Linked DNA regions of Zea mays: region 1 is linked to region 2. A link is a contact called in public Hi-C data. All regions are on one chromosome and are shown on one strand. The core of a region is the stretch at or near the end of the contact, and the rest is flanking DNA. Distances in the headings are between cores, read along the strand shown.

Evidence for each region. A called contact is a pair of places that touch in the nucleus more often than the background predicts.
Region 1: a Hi-C map of leaf shows a contact between it and region 2, with 6 times the contacts expected there. The contact joins the enhancer-like site here to the promoter of LOC100282792 in region 2. A contact is called at or near these places in 2 of 25 Hi-C or Micro-C datasets (ear and leaf).

The regions. Positions count from the first base shown.
Region 1 is chr4:224,409,047-224,414,084 of Zm-B73-REFERENCE-NAM-5.0, forward strand. No RefSeq gene overlaps it. Among protein-coding and RNA genes, the nearest start is that of LOC103654656, 38 kb to the right of the region's middle. Within about 2 kb of position 2,660, at least 18 of the 20 cell types and tissues checked have an H3K27ac peak or open chromatin away from gene starts, as enhancers often do. A contact at or near this core is called in ear and leaf, where this site is marked.
Region 2 is chr4:224,051,639-224,056,485 of Zm-B73-REFERENCE-NAM-5.0, forward strand. LOC100282792 (26S proteasome non-ATPase regulatory subunit 3) reads right to left here and starts at 2,174. Exons shown (of 8, transcript NM_001155698.3): 1 at 1,869-2,174; 2 at 1,578-1,768. The coding sequence starts at 1,959.

The DNA.
Region 1 (5,038 bases), core at 1,410-3,909, 360 kb after region 2:
GGGTCGGCCGAGGCGGAGACCGTCTTCCGAGGTCGAGGTGGAGTCCGAGCCCTGGGGTCGGGCGAGGCGGAGACTGTCTTCCGAGGTCGAGGTGGAGTCCGAGCCCTGGGGTCGGGCGAGGCGGAGCTTCCTATGGCGCCTGAGGCCGGACTTGGCGGCTGTCAGCCTCACCCTGACGGGTGGCGCAGCAGTCGGAGCAGGGCAGGCGGCACTGTTTTCCTGTCAGGTCAGCCAGTGGAGGGGCGAAGTGACTGCGGTCACTTCGGCTCTATCGACTGAAGAGCGCGCGTCAGGATAAGGTGTCAGGCGATCCTTGCATTGAATGCTCATGCGATCCGGTCGGCTGGCGAGGCGATCTGGCTAAGGTTGCTTCTCTGCGAAGCCTGCCCGAGCTGGGCCTCGGGCGAGTCGAAGGTGTGCCCGTTGCTTGAGGGGACCCTCGGGCGAGACGTGAATTCTCCTGGGTCGGCTGTCTTTGCCCGAGGCTAGGCTCGGGCGAGGCGAGATCGTGTCCCTTGAGTGGACGGAGCCTTGACCTGAATTGCGCCCATCAGGCCTTTGCAGCTTTGTGCTGATGGGGGTTACCAGTTGAGATTAGGAGTCTTGGGGGTACCCCTAATTATGGTCCCCGACATTACCCACAAGTCCTGTTACCCATCTGCCAAGGGATCGCGACTCCCATACACCTCTACCAAGGAAGCAAGGCAGGGTAACACTACAAGGCCTTTACAAAGTTCCACTAGCTTCAGAAAACCCGCTAAAGTTTTTAGGAAGCTCCAATGCAGGGACCCCTTGTCTGACAACCATCACAACAAAGTCAACCCAAGGGCCTCCCTACACTGACCACTCCCCTAATGTTCTTTCCCCTTTCGAGTATGGTAGTCCTCCGCTAGCTTTCCTAATTAGTCAGCCAAGGGCGTCCCATACCACCCTTGTGGTAGCACTGTTTTCCCGAGTGGTTGCTCCATGTTCCAATTAACATAATGATCTTATCATGAACAGTAAATAACAAATTGATAATAAAAGTATGATCATGAATAATGTGTATCTCCATACCCAAAACCACATAAAGCAATAGCAGGTACTACCCAAAAATTCAGTGGTAAACAAGATATAAAGATAGCCAAACTAGGGTAACCTATTGGGTCCCATCAGAATTAACCTATGCAGATCATTAAGATTAATAAGAACATGATTGGGTAAAAGAAGTGATCAAGGGCACAACTTGCCTGCAACGAGCTCCTACTCAGCAGTCTCCACTTGCTGAACACCCGGATCCTCTGTAGTTGGCTCGTCTACTCACAACAATATAAACAAACATGGTATAGCAGAAATTAACATCACACCAAATAGTAGAATAAAATACATGATAATATTCTACTCGTCGTAACGAAATCGTAGGAACAAGAATCACTAAATTCGAGATTACGGTTATTGAGTTATGAATTTCTGAAGTTATTAAGTGCTCGGTGTGGAATAACTCAAGTGAATAATTTTAATCTAATTTTCATAGCTAAACAGAGGTACTAAGTGATGAACAACAATAATACAAAATTAATTCCACTGGAATGGATCAATTTGGAGTTAAAAAAAATTAATTATGAATTATATAAGTTTCTGGAATTATTTTTGTACTATAAATCAATTTCTATATTGTTTTTCTCAATTTCCTTGGTTAGTGGACTGCGTGCATAAAACCAGAGGAACTTGGGGGCTAGAGTGCAAACGTGTTCAAGACTCGGTGGTGCACCCGAGTGGACTGCAGGTTTATTACTTGATTTTTCAGGGTCTCTTATGTAAGTTCTTTCGGCCGAAGGGGTATGAGTGACTCTCGACCATTAGATCGGAACCGAAGGCCATGATTAGATCACACGTATCGCCTAACGTCTCACCCCCGTGACCGCCGATCGAGCAACAACGGCAAGGGGGCGATCAAGTCCCAGCCACCCGATTCTGAATCGACGCACCGGATTTAATATTGTGAAGGGTTAACTAAGATCAAATCGCATCCGTTCAATCCGATCTCAACCGCTACGACGCGTTCTCCTCACTCTCAGCTAAACTCCGGCGACCACACCGAGGACCGTGGCAGCGCCATCGCCGACGAGCAGCCCAAACGTGATTCGCGCGCTAAAGTTCCTATTCGAAGGTAATTACAGGTGGTAGGAACGGTAAGGTCACTGGGAAGGTGCTTACCGGGGATTAAGGGCCGAGCAGGGGCATTCGTGGCGCGCGGCGGAATCCGACAACGGCGAGAAATCTAGGGCGCTTGGACGGGCCTCCGAGCTCAATACTTCATGCTAGCGATCCACACATGCCGATGAACGATCCTGACTCCACACTGGCCTCCAATCGTCGGTATAGGCACGAGCCCACGGCGGCGGACGACGGTGTCTCTTTGATGCGTGGTTTTCGCGATGATGGAGAGGGACGACAGGTCTGGTGAGAGTGTAGGGCTTCAGGGCTCGCGGTCGAGGAGGTGATGCGGGGATTTATCCTCGGGTTTCGCCTGTTGACGCAACTACCACAGCGACCGTGGCGGGATCGCGCGGGCCGTTCGGCCATTACCGCAGCTGACGGCGCAGCGAGATGATAGGTGGGATCCGGCTCCAGAGAGACGAGCACCTGGTCGGAAGAGGGGTCTACGCCCGGGGCCCGCATGACAGCTAAAAGCTGGAGCTGGCGCGCGCGGTCGAGCGGGATCTGGTTAGGCCTGCGCGCTAGAAGCCATAGTGGGCCGAAAGGAGGGAAAGGAGGCCCACGTGGCCGATACTGTTTCCCTTTTTGTATTATCTCCTAATTCAAATTCAAATCAGCCTCCAAGTTTAAATTTCCAAATTTTGTGGCTAATTGGTCCTCCGGTTAAATATTCAATTTGAACATTCCAGCATGACTCTTATTTATAAATTTTATTTTGTATTTTTTATAGTATCTCCCTCTCTTCCTTTCCATTTTCAAACCCAATTTTCAATTTAGGGGTTAATTCATATTATCAACTCATCATTATATTTCTACTACTATTATTGTTATTATTACTAAATGCACAAACTAAACTCCAATATGATGCATGGCTTATTTTAGGTGTCTTTAGTCATTTGTTCCCTTATATATGGTTATTACCATGTGATATAGAGTATGAGGCAAAAACATAGAATGAGATATACTCTCTTCTTTTCATTTACAAACTGGGTATTACAAATCCTACCCGCCTTAAAAAGAATCTCGTCCTCGAGATTAGGAAGGACTAGGGAAGAGGTGGGGAAAATCTACTCGCAGTTTTTCTTCTCTTTCCCAAGTAGCCTCATCTTCACCATGGTGACTCCATTGCACTTTGCACATTTTGATCACTTTACTCCTCATGACACGAGTCAAAGTATCAAGAATCTTGATAGGATACTCCATATAAGTTAGATCATCTTAAACACTGAGATCCTCCATAGGTAGCTGCTCTTTGGGTACCCTGAGTCACTTCTTTAGTTGGGACACATGGAAGACATCATGTACATCTCTGCCAGGTGGTCGGGTAATTCCAGTTGATAGGCAACTTCTCCCACTCGCTTTAGGATTAAGGAGGGTCCAATAAAGCGAGGGGACAACTTCCCTTTAACTTTAAACCTCCTCATACCCTAGATTGGTGACACCTTCAGATACACGTGATCACCCTCCTTAAACTCTAGCAGTCTCCTCCGAGTATCAGCATAGCTTTTCTGCCTTGACTGCGTAGTTCTCAAATTCTCCCTTATCAACTGGACTTGTTCTTCTGCCTCTTGTATAATCTCTAGCACAAAGAACTACCTTTCACCAGTTTGATCCCAATATAAAGGAGTCCTGCATTTTCTGCCATATAAAGCCTCAAACGGGGACATCTTCAAACTGTCTTGGTAGCTATTATTGTAAGAGAACTCCGCATATGGTAAACTCTTATCCCAACTGCCACCATGTTTAAGAGCACAACCTCTTAACATATCTTCCAGTACTTGGTTGGTCCTCTTGGTCTGCCCATCAGTTTTAGGATGGTAAGATGAACTGAAATTCAATCTTGTATCCAAGCACTCATGCATCTTTTGCCAAAACTAAGAATTAAACTGATATCCTCGGTCTGACACGATCTTCTTAGGCACACCGTGTAGACATACTATCCGTGCCATGTACAAATCTGCTAGCTTGGCGCCCGAATACATGGTCTTCACCGGGATAAAGTGAGCTACTTTAGTTAGCCTGTCCATAATCACCCATATAGAGTCATACCCAGTAGATGTGCGGGGTAGAGCTACGATGAAGTCCATACCAATCTCTTCCCACTTCAACTCAAGTATCTTAAGCGGGTGCAGCAAACCGGCAGGCCTTTGATGTTCCTCTTTTACCCTCTGGCAAACATCACATAGTGCTACATGTGAAGCAACATCCTTCTTTAGTCTATACCACCAATACTTATGCTTCAAGTCCTGGTACATCTTGGTACTGCTCGGATGGATGGAGTAAGCTGAGTCATGTGCTTCCTTCAATATGGTTTCACGAAGACTGCCGATCTCAGGAACACAAATCCGGTTCTTGAACCATATCGTGCCCTGCTCATATTCTGTGAAGTCTGGGCCTCTACCTTTAGTTATCAAATCTTTGATCTCTTGAATTTTGACATCACCGATATGACCTTTACGTATTTCCTATTCTAAGGTAGGTTCCACTTCTATGGTAATTCCTTCAGTATGAGCAACTATCCCCAGATTGAGCTTCTTGAAGTCTTCTGCTAACTCATCGGGTAACTGGGCTACAATAGTTGCGTGGACATGTTCCTTCTGACTCAAGGCATCCGCAACTAGATTCGCCTTGCCCGGATGGTAGTGAATTTCCAAGTCATAGTCTTTGATGAGCTCCAACCAACAGTGTTGCATAAGGTTGAGATCCTTCTGAGTGAAGATATACTTTAAGCTCTTGTGATCAGCATAGACTTGGCACTTGGTCCCCATAATGTAATGCCTCCAAATCTTGAGCGCATGTACTACGGCTGCCAGTTCTAAGTCATGAGTGGGGTAGTTGA
Region 2 (4,847 bases), core at 924-3,423:
ACGTATCCGATAGCTATGGCTGCAAAAAATCAATTCCTCGAGACCATGGTCTAGACTCCATGCCCAAGTTAACCGCAATGCAAAGGCCCTTTTTGATGTGGCTGTTGTATCCGTGGTAGGCAATGGTGAAACTGTAAAGGTCTGAACCAACTGTTGGCTTCTAGGTAACACTGTTGCTGAATGCTGACCAACTTTGATCAAATTGATATCGAAAAGGGCTTTAAAACAGAGAACAGTAGCACAAGGACTCACAGACCGCAAATGGGTTTCAGATATAAGAGGAGCTCTGTCTGTGCAGGTGCTAGTGGAATATCTGCATCTTTGGAATATGGTCGATGGGGTGGAACTTCAGCCTGACACCGCCGATCAACACATCTGGCGCCTCTCCGGCCAAGGTATTTATTCCAGCAAGTCGGCATATGATGCATTCTTTACTGGATATATCATTTTTGCTCCCTGGCGGTGTGTCTGGAAGACCTGGGCTCCCTTAAGATGCAAATCCTTTGTATGGTTGGCAATCAAAAACAGGGTATGGACAGTTGATAGATTGGCCAAAAGAGGACTGCCCCATCCAGCTGCATGCCCTCTTTGTGACCAGTCTGAGGAGAGCATTCAACATTCAACATACTCTTGTCTCATGTATTTTTGCCCGGCAAGTCTAGTCGATGATCCTCAATAAGCTAGGCCTGCTCGCCATTGCCCCTCAGCCAGGATGCAAACGGTTTTCGAACTGCTGGGGTCAAAGTATCAAAAGTGTTGAGAAGAGATTAAGGAAAGGACTTAACTCCCTAATCATTTTGGTAGCTTGGGAGATCTGGAAGCACCGAAATTCTTGTGTTTTTGAGGGTGCTACACCCTGTGTCCAACGTGTAATGTTAGATGCGGTTGAGGGTGGTGCTTGGCTTGAGCATCAGCTCTACAGGACCTCCTCCTGTGCCAGTTCCCCATAGGAAACTAGCAGGTATTTCGGCGGTAGTTTTTTGTAGTTTTGTTCCTTTGTATGTTTGGAACGCCATTCCCTAGTCTGGGTATTTGGCCTCATGGGCCTTGTAACGTGGGTTGACAAGTCTTGTCTCTCCTATCTTACTTTTCTCCTTAATGAAATGACACGCAGCACTCTTGCGTTTGTTTAAAAAAAGAAAATCCAACCGCACATGTGCAAATCATACATAATCCATAGGAATAATGCAAGTTGTCCAATTGTGACAACGGAATATACACATGATGGTAAGACTTCTTGTCTTAAAAGTTTAGGCTACATAACAAATGCACAAATAAGGATGCTAGAAGTGAAGCATGAGTGAATGACTAGCTTATTTCAGATGAGAAGTAACAGACTAACAGCAGGGGACAAACATGTATGTCAACTATAATGGACATGGAAAAATGAAATTGTGCAGTAGCAAATCAATATCCATAATAGTGAGATTAATATACAAGGCACTGTACAAGTATGTTCGATCTAGGATACAGCGAGGTCCAGACATAACAAATCTGGCGAGTACCAAAGCCTAGCTTCTCTAAACCAGTCTCCTAGTGGCAATAGCTAGCAGCAGAGGCGGGAAAGTGAATTTTACCTTGGGCACCAGGGCAGTGAGGCGTCCGTAGGCTTCGGAGGACGCGGGTAGCGCGAAGGCGAGGAAGGCGGAGACGTCCCGCGCGGCGAGGCGGCGACGGAGCGCGACGGTGAGGCGGAAGGCGCGGGAGATCCGGCGGACCTCCTTGGACAGAGAACCGGCCTCGATCACGGACGCGATCTCCTTCAGATCTGACATAAGCGCCGCTTCAGCCACACCGAATCTTCGTGGAGATGTTACATAAGAACTCTAGGGTTTTGGGGAGGGGAAGAATGGATTGAGGGAGCATACGGTGTAGTGTGGAGAGCGCCGGCGCCCCGACGGCGGGAGCTGAGGCCGCAGGCTGGGGCTCCGAGTCGTTCATCTGCACGTCTTCCGTCATCGTGGAGGCGGCGGCGAGCAGAACTGCCGGAGTAGGAGAGGATTTTGTGGCGTGGTGGCGGATCGATGAGCAGTGCCTTTTGCTTCGGGCTCAAGAAGGTCGCTTCCGGGTTCGATTACCTTGGTTCTCCTTCACCGCTTTGTGGTGTCCTCGTGTCCCGCTCCACTTGGCATCAGAAACCCAGCAGCCCTGCAGCAGACATTTCTGGGCTGCCTGATATTCGTCGTTGTTGGGCATGGAAAATATTAGGATGGCTAAATGGACAGGCCCGAAGCGTTTTAGCCCGTAGTCCGTGGGCTTTTTATCTCCTCCAAATAATCATACTTATCTTTTCTTGTGTTCCGTTTAGATATCGAGAAAACATGAAATTGAATTAAGTTTAACACCAAATCAACCCTGGCTTAAAATAAGATGTAATTTTATTTCTATTGTTTGGATGTTATTAAATTAGAGTTTAGAATTATGTGATCTAATTCCACACAATACAGAGGAGTGATACTTTTTATTGAGAGGAGTTTCTAGTTATAGTCCAATTCTATAGAATTAGGTCTCAGATTCCAAATCTTAATTCTATATGCAATCAAACAATAGAATTCTAGAAAGCTTATTCCAATTCCAATTTCTATGCTGCAATATCTACATCCTTTTGGATATTGCAGTTATTTAATATAGAGTAAATTTTATTGGCAGTTCTCGAATTGGTATCGAGTTCTCATCCAAGTTTTGATAATTTTAAATTATACAATGAGCTATATGAACTTATTTTAAGTTTTTATCTAGGTCTTGGTACTTTCAAATTACATATTTAGCTCCCTATACTTATCTAAAGTTCTCGTATAGGTTTTGAATTACGTATGTAGCTTCCCAATCTTGATAGTTTAAAAATACACTCTCAATGCACTAAAATTATATTATTGTACCATTCCCACACACTACGTTGGGTGTGCAAACATAACTTCCTAGGACTTGCTTTGACGCACCAATCTTATTGTGCTTCCACACGTCCCAGCCGAGCATTCTCTATCGTGACATCGACCCTCACCTCATGATAATCGCATTCGAGCATCATTTATCGTGACACCAACCTTCACCTCATGATAATCGCATTCAACACCACCATGGTACCCCTTTTGCTCCCTTGTCGAGTAGGAGCTCATGTTCACATTGTCACAATCGCTCTGCGCTTAGTTTCCCACACTCCCAACCCCAATCACCTCCAACCCCAATCACCTCCCTCGACAACAATTGTAGTGCAATAGAGTGAGTGGAGCACGCAACATGGTGGTGCAGCGGGCATGACATGCACAAGAATTTCTTATAGGCCAACTAAATATGTGTGGGCTTTTAAGCCAACCCAAAAAAAATGGACCAATTTTTTGTTCCATGTGGCCTAGCCAGCGGAAAATTACTAACTTCCGTAGGCTAGAACAAGGTGCCAACTAAAATTAGTGATCTTTTTGGCTCTATGCATGCTTATAGCTGACAAAAAAATACTAATTTCCATCAACTTCTCTCTTGGCCAGCAGAAGTTAGCTACTTCAACATGTCGTCCTCATGTGTGCCTATGATGGTCTCTTATCACCATCCTCACTACTCCGTAGAGATCGCAATGGAGACCGAACCTTGATTCTCCGTCGAAATTCCCCTATTACAAAATGGGCATGAAGATAATTTAGTCCTTGTGGGGATCGAAACCAGAAAAAATAGTCCCATTTCAAGAGGATGGAGATGAGGAGCCATTCACTGTCCCCATTCCTTTGTACCCACTCTCCAAACTTCTCCTGATCTAAATTAGTCCATTGACTTGTTAAAAATATAATAAAAACTCAATACATAGCCTATTATAAAATGACAAACTAAACTCTAAAGTATATGTCTTTTATAATTCAAATATTTTTGCCCAATTTATATTGATTTGATATAATCAAATTAAATTCTCTACTCTATAAATGAAAGGGAAATATGCCCTTGAGCCATTTCTATATTGTTTTGGTGATTAGATACACAACACATTATGTTTAACTAACATGATATATGAGCAAAAGTGTATGAAGCAAATTGAGCTCCGAAGAGGACATAATGAAAATCTATATGGATCAAGCAAAAAGGTATGCTCGAGACACTTAGTCAATTGTTTTGTGTGCTAATTATGTTTGTCTAAGTGCCAGGGATTCAGCTAAGTCAAGTCCAAAAGGAGAAAAAGAAGACAAAGGAAGAAACAGAGAAAAGGTGCTGGACTGTGTAGCCCCAGACAGTCTGGTGCCAACCACCTGTAACACCCAAAATCCATCACCTAAAAGCAATTTAGTCTAAGTTATTGGTTTCCAATAGAAAGGAAAATATTTATGTTTTCAAATAATGAATGGTGATATAATTAAAAAAACAATTTCTTGAATAGATAGAATTTTACCAAGTGGTTGATGCATTTATGCCGAACCATAAATTTTATTTGATTTTATTTGCAAATCCATTTTTTATTTTGTGATAAAAATCTCATTTTATAAATTAATGATGGATGATTACAATATTAATTTTGGAAGGTACGAATTTGTGAGATTTTTTGTTTCTGAAAATATATATTTATTTATATCATTAGTTAGATTTATTTGTTGGAGTGAAGTCTTTTCCTAAAATGAAATGAGTTGCTAAATAATATTTTTCTAAAAGCATGTATATTCTTTTGTATATAATATATTTGGATTTATCTATTTTTTAATATTAATATATATATACATACTTATTTTAAGTAAAAGACAAGGAAAACAAATAGTAAAAAGAAAAAAAAAACACGCACGTGGCCATCCCGTACGCTTTCCTTTTATCTCCTCTCACTCAATGCCACGTGGGCCCTCCATGTAAGAACGATCTTCTTTCTCTAGTTATATCTC